Linked DNA regions of Anser cygnoides: region 2 is linked to region 1. Evidence: chromatin contacts called from public Hi-C data. All regions are on one chromosome and are shown on one strand. The core of a region is the stretch at or near the end of the contact, and the rest is flanking DNA. Distances in the headings are between cores, read along the strand shown.

Evidence for each region. A called contact is a pair of places that touch in the nucleus more often than the background predicts.
Region 2: a contact with region 1 is called in a Hi-C map of liver, with 2.6 times the contacts expected there. The contact joins the enhancer-like site here to the promoter of FAAP20 in region 1. A contact is called at or near these places in 3 of 7 Hi-C or Micro-C datasets (granulosa cells and liver).

The regions. Positions count from the first base shown.
Region 1 is chr23:6,469,589-6,473,990 of Taihu_goose_T2T_genome, reverse strand. It overlaps FAAP20 (FA core complex associated protein 20), which reads left to right and starts at 2,617. Exons shown (of 4, transcript XM_048067550.2): 1 at 2,617-2,751. The coding sequence starts at 2,648. SKI (SKI proto-oncogene) reads right to left here and starts at 2,630. Exons shown (of 13, transcript XM_013194725.3): 1 at 2,510-2,630; 2 at 2,022-2,175.
Region 2 is chr23:6,636,231-6,640,632 of Taihu_goose_T2T_genome, reverse strand. All of the region lies in intron 11 of LOC106044615 (a long non-coding RNA gene), which reads left to right. Among named protein-coding and RNA genes, the nearest start is that of RER1, 110 kb to the left of the region's middle. Within about 2 kb of position 1,727, at least 2 of the 3 cell types and tissues checked have open chromatin away from gene starts, as enhancers often do. A contact at or near this core is called in liver, where this site is marked.

The DNA of each region.
Region 1 (4,402 bases), core at 1,368-3,867:
TTTTTATATATAGTTCATGCATGCAATTACATCAGGCTCTGAGAGGAACCTAGCAGAAACTATGGCATCTCTTCTTCATTGATTACTCCATAACAACAGCTGAAAATTACAATTTTTCCAGGCTATAAAATGCCTAACACTCCAAATTCTACACCGGCAGCAAAAATCTCATCCCTGTCTGTGAGTTGTTGTATCTGTAATAGAGACCCTGCATTACCAAGCTTTCTAATTCTTCCCAAATGCAGGAGCTCTCATTCAATGTTGCAGCTGTTGGGTAGGAAATCAGAAATAGCAGAAGGCGGATTAGTTGATAATGTACCAGTTCTTCCCCAGCAAATGCTGCCACCTGCGTTTTACACTCTCCTCTTTCCCTCAGCCCAGGAAAAGATCACTTGGTTTGTTTGGCAGGCAATTTATAGGTTTTAATGATCGTGGAATTGCAAAAGGATTAGAATTTGTTATAATAGCCCCTTCTTCCTGAGAGCAAAAGTTAAAACTGAGGCCCAATTTACAGCAAAAACCAGGGAACATGTAAGCAAAGATTAAGCGTGTGCAGCTTGATGAGGCTCTACAGGGAGTAGATAACTACACATGCTGGCACTCCATTTACAAGGAAATCCCTAAAGATAATCTGTAGAAGCATTCTAGCCTCCAAAAGCTCAAATCCTTTGACCATTGGCTAAAACCCAGTCAAGGCTGCTGATGATAAAGACTACTCTTTGCATTTTTATGAGAAATTTTTTCTAAGATTGCAAAACATTATCATTATTAAATTCAGCAAGACCCAAAATCAAGTGAGAAGCAATTGGATTTCCATGTCAGAGGAGGAAACAATAGAAATGATCTTGTCCAACATGGCAGAACCGAGAACAGGTCCTGTTCTACACTTCACCTTCCTGCTACAGTAAGTACATTATTAATTCTGAACAGATGCAGAGTAAAAATACTGAGTACAGACAATGGACAGACATTTCTAGAACACTAGTTTAATATCTACAGTAGTTACAGCAACAGATAGAACAAGAATGACAACATTAATTAATGTGCCTGCCTTCAAAGGCTGTAATAGGTATGTATTAAACAGACAACAATTAAAAAATCTTACTGTACCAAGTTTTTGGTCAAATCCACAAAATAATCAAAAACTACAAGCTACAGTTGCTACGGATGCAAGTTTTTTTTTTTTTCTTTTGCTTTTACAATCATTGGCTACAGTAATAATTTTCACTGTTCGTTTTATTATATTCTTTCACTTGTGGCCCTTTTTGTACAATAACCGATTTTTTAGTCTCATCCATAATAAAGCTTTTGCAAATGTTATAATGCATGAGTCATAGTACTAACAGTAACACACTGCAACACCTTCAGCATGAAAAACAGACAACACTTCGGATGTCTCTTTTTGGAAAAGTCACATCTAACAGAACAAACCTGTTAGTACAATGCATGATTTAGGAGCAGAGGCCGTCAAACTAGCATGCATGGGGTCGTAAGATGTATAAAACACTAACACAAACATCTCAGGAGCAAGGGAAGAAACCCTGTGGCTTAAGCAATCCTTAGCATAGATACACACACCTAGAAATATGTACAAATCCCTGCAGAAATGAGCTCAGTCAAAAAAAAAAAAAAAGCTTTCACTGCCCCTCAGATTTTTTTAAAGCAAGGTTTCCATATTGTTTGCTGCCGCCAAGTGGCGATTATCAGTGGTGTGACGTGAATTACAGCACAGTCACCAAGGCCAGCAAGTAAAAGCAAAACAAAACAAAATATTTTTTGTTTTGTCTTCTTCAATTAGGATCTGCTGTTGTGAAATCAGATCTGAACTCTCCCTCCGTTATGGAAAAGGAACGTGGCCTTATCTGGGCCTAGGAAGTTTTACAAAAAAGATTGCTGTGTACCTGCTCCCCCCTACAAGGGCCTACTATCAGAAAAACTGGGATGTTTGTTTCCTCATACTACAATTATTCTCATAACGATCATGAAGAATTTAATCAGCAGTTACTTTCTGACCCTTTTACCTGTTGGGGAACGGAGAAAGGCGCTGACAGACTACTCCCTGCCGGCTGCATTCCGAAAGGCTCCAGCCTGATTAGCGCGTCTATCAACTTCAAAAACTACCAGTTATGGCTCAGCTCTTACACGTGTTTTATTTCAAGTCATCCAGCGACATTCCTGCCAGAAAAGACAAGCAGCGTCACTTCTCCCGAAGGAACTAGATCAGAGACGCATTCCCAATCTACTTTACTTTTTGAATTAGCATATTTTGGCTTCAGCCACGTACCAACAGCTCTTTGGTGTCGGTACAACAATTATTTGATGGTGAGGAACACCGCCGAGCCCACAGCCATTTTGTGGGGCTCGTCCCAAGCCCCATTTCCCTCATTCCCGCCAGGCCTGAGCACGCTGCGTTCGCGGACGGGCCTCGTCCAGCGCCCCCCATCTCCAAAACACTACTCCCGTATAAAACTTAAGGTCTAAACCCAACACTAAAGAGCCGGACAAGCACCTCGCAGCTGCGGGTACTAGGAGCCGAGCCGGCCGCCTGTCACCTCAGGGCGGACCCCATGGCGGAGCGGGAGCGCTGAGGCGGTGCCTTCCCGCCCAGCACCGCCCCCTGACGGAGCGGGGAGGCCGGGCCGCGGCCATGGCTGAGGAAGGAGCCGCCAAACTGCGCCTCAAACCCAGGAAGGCGCCGGCAGCCTACAGCCGGGAGCCCAGCCCTGGCTTGGAGCCCCCCCGGCGGCGCCAGTGAGTCCGGGCGGGACGGGGAAAGGGCTCCTCAGGAGCGGGGACAGCGGGGGGGGGCGCGGAGCAGCGGGGCCGCCTCAGCCTCACGTCCCCGGCCGAGGGTCGAGCGCGGCCGCGCCCTCAGAGCACGCCGCGGTCGTGCCGCCAGCACGTTGCTGGTAGCGTGAAAAGTTACTTCATAAAACGCCGCCCGAAGTGTCCTAAAGAAAATTAAGTCGACTGCACTTCGTTAAAGTGCGCCGGGCCCTGTGCCTTCTGCACGTTCCTTGGCACCAAGCAGCACCCCCAAGTGTGGAGCCTGTGAGGAATGCTCGCTTATAAAAATTAATTTATTTATTTTTTCTTCAGAATAAGACTCACAGGGACCAGAAATATTTTTATGCATTTATTTATTTATTTTCCAGCCCTCTAGTAACGGAGGGTTGAGAAAAGGATTGAAGAGGTAGGGTTCAGGTCTTGTTCCAGCCTGTTAGGATGAGCAAGTGTGCAGTCAGCTTCGCCCCTTCCAAAAACAGGCTTCAAAAGGCTGCTCTCTCCTCTCTTTGATGGCTTGTAATAATTGTCTGTGGTTTCTTCATCGTGCAGCATCATTCCTGGACTGTGACCCACGAAAATGCAACGGTTGAAGTGGGAACACTGGAACTAGAATTCCCACATTGACAACCCATCCCTCTCTTCAGATTGGCTTTTATACAGCATTACTAACATAAAAACCTTTTTATGCTTGCTTTATAGTTAATCCTTTCTAATGCCTTCCTAGGAAGGATTAGATCAAGTTGTTTAGAAAGCTAATCAGTAATTTCAGAGTGCCACGTGGGAACAGCCAAGCACACAGAGGAACCAACGCGGTTTCCCTCCTCACTGCAAACACTCCATGATTTCTGTGCTCAGCTGGTGTCAAGTTCAGTCTTTGAGAAGAAAACACCGTGCCTACGCTTAACTATTTCACTTGGAAGTAAAGACTAATAAATGCCTATATCTCATTTGTTATAAGTAGAAAGTAAGGCTTTTAGATGTTCTTTTTAAAAATTGAGTGATACTGAAAGCTGTAATGGTTACATAAGTCATGGTAGACTATAAAATGAGTTGATGGGCTAAATAATTTGTGTTCTAGAAAAATCGTGCTGTAGGCTAGACAGAGGTTCCCTTGGTGAACAAATGGTATAATAAACAGCTATTTTTTTTCCTCTACAGGGAGCCTTGGCTCTCTTTTAGACTGAAAAGTCTGCGTTTGTGTACTTACTCTTACTGACAAATACTTTTTATGTACCTCTTGGTGGTTTGACATGTTAAAGTTGTCAAATATAATACTCATTTTAGCACATATAGTGCTACTTGATCAAGAGAAAATAGGTAAGAATGGAAATGTGTTGTGCAAATGGTAGAGTTACACCAATTTGCAGTCATAAAAATCTTAACATTGTGCTTAGCCATTAATGAAAGGGATCACCACACATAGCCATTGAGTTGGGCTGGAACTGGTTAATACACCATCAGCTACTGGAAATGTAACGTTAAAACTTCTGCCTTGATAAAGCAATATTCAAGAATAGCTATATCTTAAGAAACCTCAGAGTTACTGGAGGGGTAAATCAAAATAATTAAAAGGCAAACTAATAGCAATGAGAAGTATTTCCTCCTCTCTTTCCCA
Region 2 (4,402 bases), core at 478-2,977, 170 kb before region 1:
GTTCTTGCATTTTTTTTCTCATCTTCCTTGCCTTGCACCTTGTCTAATCGCTTACAGATCCACAGGCCAGCTACCATTACTGTGAGAAAATGCTCGAGTTTTCACTTGCAGCACTCAGTACGAGACACAGGCAAGTTAGGTCCAAAATGAGTCCGTTTCATCCCTGGTCTCAGTCCAAGTCCTATTCCTTTTCTAAGAAGCAGAAAGCTTTGTAGCTTTTTGTGGTGCTGGATATTCTTAACCCTCTGTAGCTCCATTTACATTGATGTGGTTGCACAAAACTGAGGGCAGTGTGTAGGTCAGAGCTGGGAACTCATCTCTTTTCTATGAGACCAAGAGGAGCTTTTGGCTTCTTTATGTCTTAATAATAGAAGTAATAATAACAATAATTAATAACTATAATGATAGTGATAACCTTCCAGCTGAACATGTGCAATTTGTATTGCCTCAGCATTATTCCCAGGCAGAGCTTCATTGATATTCAGAGCGCTGCCATGTCTGTCACTGCTCTGTGCACTTTGGGTCTGGAATCCTTGGGGAGCCTCACAGCTGTCAAATTGACTTCCATCATTTCTCTCAGAGCCGAGAGACAAATTATCCAGCCAGCCATCAGACCAGGCTTCACAATCGAACTTGCAATCTCTAAGTGATAAAACGCTGCGTCCCACTTCAAACAAATAGTTCGGCCTCTGAAGAGGGGGAGAAGGGCTGGGGCTACTGATGCTGTTTGTTTGTCAGTGTCCCTTCTTTATTCTGTGGAAGCTTTACTAATAAATAAAAAGGTATTCATGGTCTAATGATCTGGCAGGCAGCGGAGCCGACATATGCCAGTGAGTCACTCAGAACCCCACTGGGGGCTGCTGACACTCGAAATGCACACTGCGGGGACGGCCGTGTTCAACAGCTTAGCCCTGACCGCAGCAAGACAAAACAAATCCCAGTCAAGGGGCTGGGGCAGTGAACTGCACTGGAAGGATTTTCCCTGCTTTTCACTTGTTCTGACTGCACGAGGGTTTTTAGTCCTTTGAAAGCTGTTAGGGGAGAGCCTCAGTGCCGGGACCTGTGCCAGAGACGAGGCCTGACGTGAGACCTCTTGTCAGGGCACCACCCTGCAGTTGGGCCGCGCACCAAGGCCGAGCTGCTCTGCTTCCTGCATCCATTTGGGTTGGGAAGTGGCAGGTGCTTAAAATGGCGGTGGGACGTTTCCGCGGCACTGCCACCGGCTCCTCAGTGCGGAACAACGCGGCCGCGGGGTGGCGGCGGCCGCAGCGGGAGCCACAAGCGGGGCCCGGCCCCGTCCCTCCCCCGGGGCCTCGAGGGGCGATGCCGCCGGGGGCTCCGCGGGGCCGGGACACGGCGGCGCTGCCTCAGCCCGCCCGCGGCTCCCTCAGCGCCGGGCCGCGGAGCCGCCCGCCAGGGGGCGCCGAGGCCCGGCCCCGTCCCTCCGCGCCCGTGGCGGGGCCCCGGGGCTGAGGCACCTCGGCGGGGCCCCGGCCCGTCGCCCTGCCGCCATCTCGCTGAGGGGAATCCCCCGCAGCCCCCGGCGGGGAGCGAGGTCCCCGCGTGTGGCGGGGCTCGAAAAGGCGGCGGCGGGGCCTCTTCCTTCCCCTTCTTCCTTCCCCTTCCCCCCTTCCCCGCCCTCGCCCCGCAGCGGGAGGCGTCGGAGCGGTGACATTTCTTGGCTAACGGGGGTGTCGGCTCGCTGCTGCCGAGGGGATGGAAGAAAGGCCGCAGCTGTTTGGAAGCTGGTTGTGCACGGGGAGCTGTGTGACAAGGAAGTAGCGGAGCCGCCACAAAGGCCCTTCCCTAGAAGGAAGCCTGGGTTGTGCTTGGTTTGGCTCTGAGAGCAGAGAAGCTGCCTGCAAGGAAGGAACTTCCTACTCTGAAAAGTTGCCATGCGGTGCCAGGTTGAAAGGGAACACCCATGAAATGCCCACGGCTCACTTGCCCAGTGCTGTCCCCGCAGACAGGCCGCGTGCTGGGAGCCGGCTGAGGACAGTACCTGACCCACTCCTCCTTGGGGCAGAGCGTGCGAGGGCTTTGTCAGGAGGTGAATCAACAGGTGAGATTGACTGGAGCACACTGTTAGAATCTGCATTTGGGTTGTAGAGAAGGAGACGGCAGTTCGGTTCCCACCAGTATCCCTGCCTGACACTGAGGTTGCCAACGTACTTGAAGATGAGACAGGTACTCTAATGCACGGCATGCCTCTCAGTTTGTCGTTTGAACTAAGCATGTGGATGTTCAATCTTTCCAGCAAGCTATCCAGCATAAATCCCCCATGTCCTTATCCCCCTCATTCTCATAGGTCTTTCCTAGATGTTCAGGTTCCAGAAGAACAGGCACCTCTAAATCCGCCACAGCACATTGCTGGGAGAAGACGGTGACATCTGTTTATTTTAAAGCAGCAGAACTCCTGGGGACAGCAGTAGATGCCATGGAGCAAGCTGCCTTTATCCATGGATTGTGCTTTTCCCCAGATCATGTCTGGGGTCAAGAGTTGACCTGGAATTTAAAAGTCTGGGAGAAAACAGCACTTGATGGTGCCATTTTGATTTCTTGGTGATCTCTTACAGTCTTTCATTAATCTTTTCCCTGTTCTCTAAAACCAAATTAATGTAGTTCTTTCAAATTCAGCACTTTATTTAGATTCTTGACACTCTTAAGTAGCTGCTTTTAAGGGCTTCTTTCCATTCCGGTTAAAAGTTATACTTCTGCATCATAAAGAAACAAATTGTCAGCACATCTATTTCGTTGTGGACACATGACCATAGCACATTCACTGGTTGCTTGCAAGCTGCCGGCTGGAGGTCAGTTAGACCTGGAAAGCCATAAAGAATGAGGATCTGACTTTGTAGCGATCCAGCACGTTTTTGTATGATGCCATTGCTGGTATAATCAGCAGTGTCTGGGTGAAGCTGCAAGCAGGATTTATAGTTCCCTGATGAGGATTTTTCCTCTGCTCTTGCACAGTAGCCTGCACCTACAAAAAGCTCAAGGTTCATGAAACTTTCAAGTCCAAGTTTCCTGACAGTCTTGATGATTTGCTCATTTTGTGTTTGGGATTGATTGCTGTCTATCTGTGGTTTTGTATGCATTATATGGTTATGTTTTGAAAATGCCCAGAGTCTGTGATAAAATACTTCGCATTTTAAATCTGACATAAGTATGCTGGAAGTTAAATAACAATGTACAGTATTTCTTTTTCTTCAGAACACTATGAAGTCAGTTAGTATTTGTATCAGGTCTAAAACGCCTTACATGGTTTTTCACTTTCTCCTTTCTGCCACCTCAGTTCTTAGTTACAGCTGCCAAATAGGCTACAAGCGAAACATTGTGTTCAGCAACCTATATCTACCTTTTTTTTTTTTTCATTTTTCCTTTCCTATAGGCGTCCACAAATGCCTGTACTAGTGGGTACTTCTGACATTTCCGAATTGCAGTTTGAGAGGGTCAGAAAGGTTCTTAAATGATTAAAATGTCTAAGCATCGTAGAGTTTGGAAAATTACATACAATTTGGCAAAAACAAGCACACAGAGAAAAAGAAAACCCCACCCAGGCATTCCCAAATCAAGAGCGCACCTTTAAAACTTTCCTTTGAATTTGCTTAAAAGGCTTGAATAGTAGGAGATATGCATGAGTCATTCTCTCTCTGTCTCTCTCTAGAACAGGAAAGCTAGCAGAGGGTGGAGGCAAGTCAGCACATAGTGTGGTACGCTTTAAAATATCAGCTGAAATGACTAGGCTGAAGAAGTAGGAGGACTGATATTAGTCACACGCTATTACACAGTTCAGAAGATAAAGGCAGAAGGAATTACCGGACAGGCAGATGCCACTTGGCCCAACATTTAAAAACATGAATCTTCACCTCAGATCTCTTCATTCTTTCTTCAGAATGCCGCTGGTTGCCTTATACTGTGAGAGAGATTCATTATCTTGGCCAGACAGCAGCTGAGTGTCCTTAAGCTATGGTAGGAAAAGGGTCGAGTTTACCACAGGGTATCAGCAACTTGCATCCCGGTCCATTTTGTTCAAGCCTTTTGTTCCTTGTCCCTCTGGACAAGCGCAGCAGTTGTTGCGATATTTCCACTTCAGAGAGCTGGTAGGGAGGATGAGGATCTGTGTAGGAAGAGCCAACATCACGGAGAGATGTTTGATACGATTTCCTGCCCTGCTGCAAGAAACTCAGTGTTAGCTAAGTGCACAGTGAAGTAATACATTCTCCATTTCTCAGGCCCTGTTCTTCCACTATTCTTGGCATTTACAAGGTTATGCAGAGTTAGCCTACCTTGCAGAGAAACAGACTATGCTTTTTTCTGGTGCCTACAATGCATAGGCCAGGAACTTGCATGTCAGCAGTACATTACGCTTTGTGGTTGCAGTAGTAACAGAAATGAATTT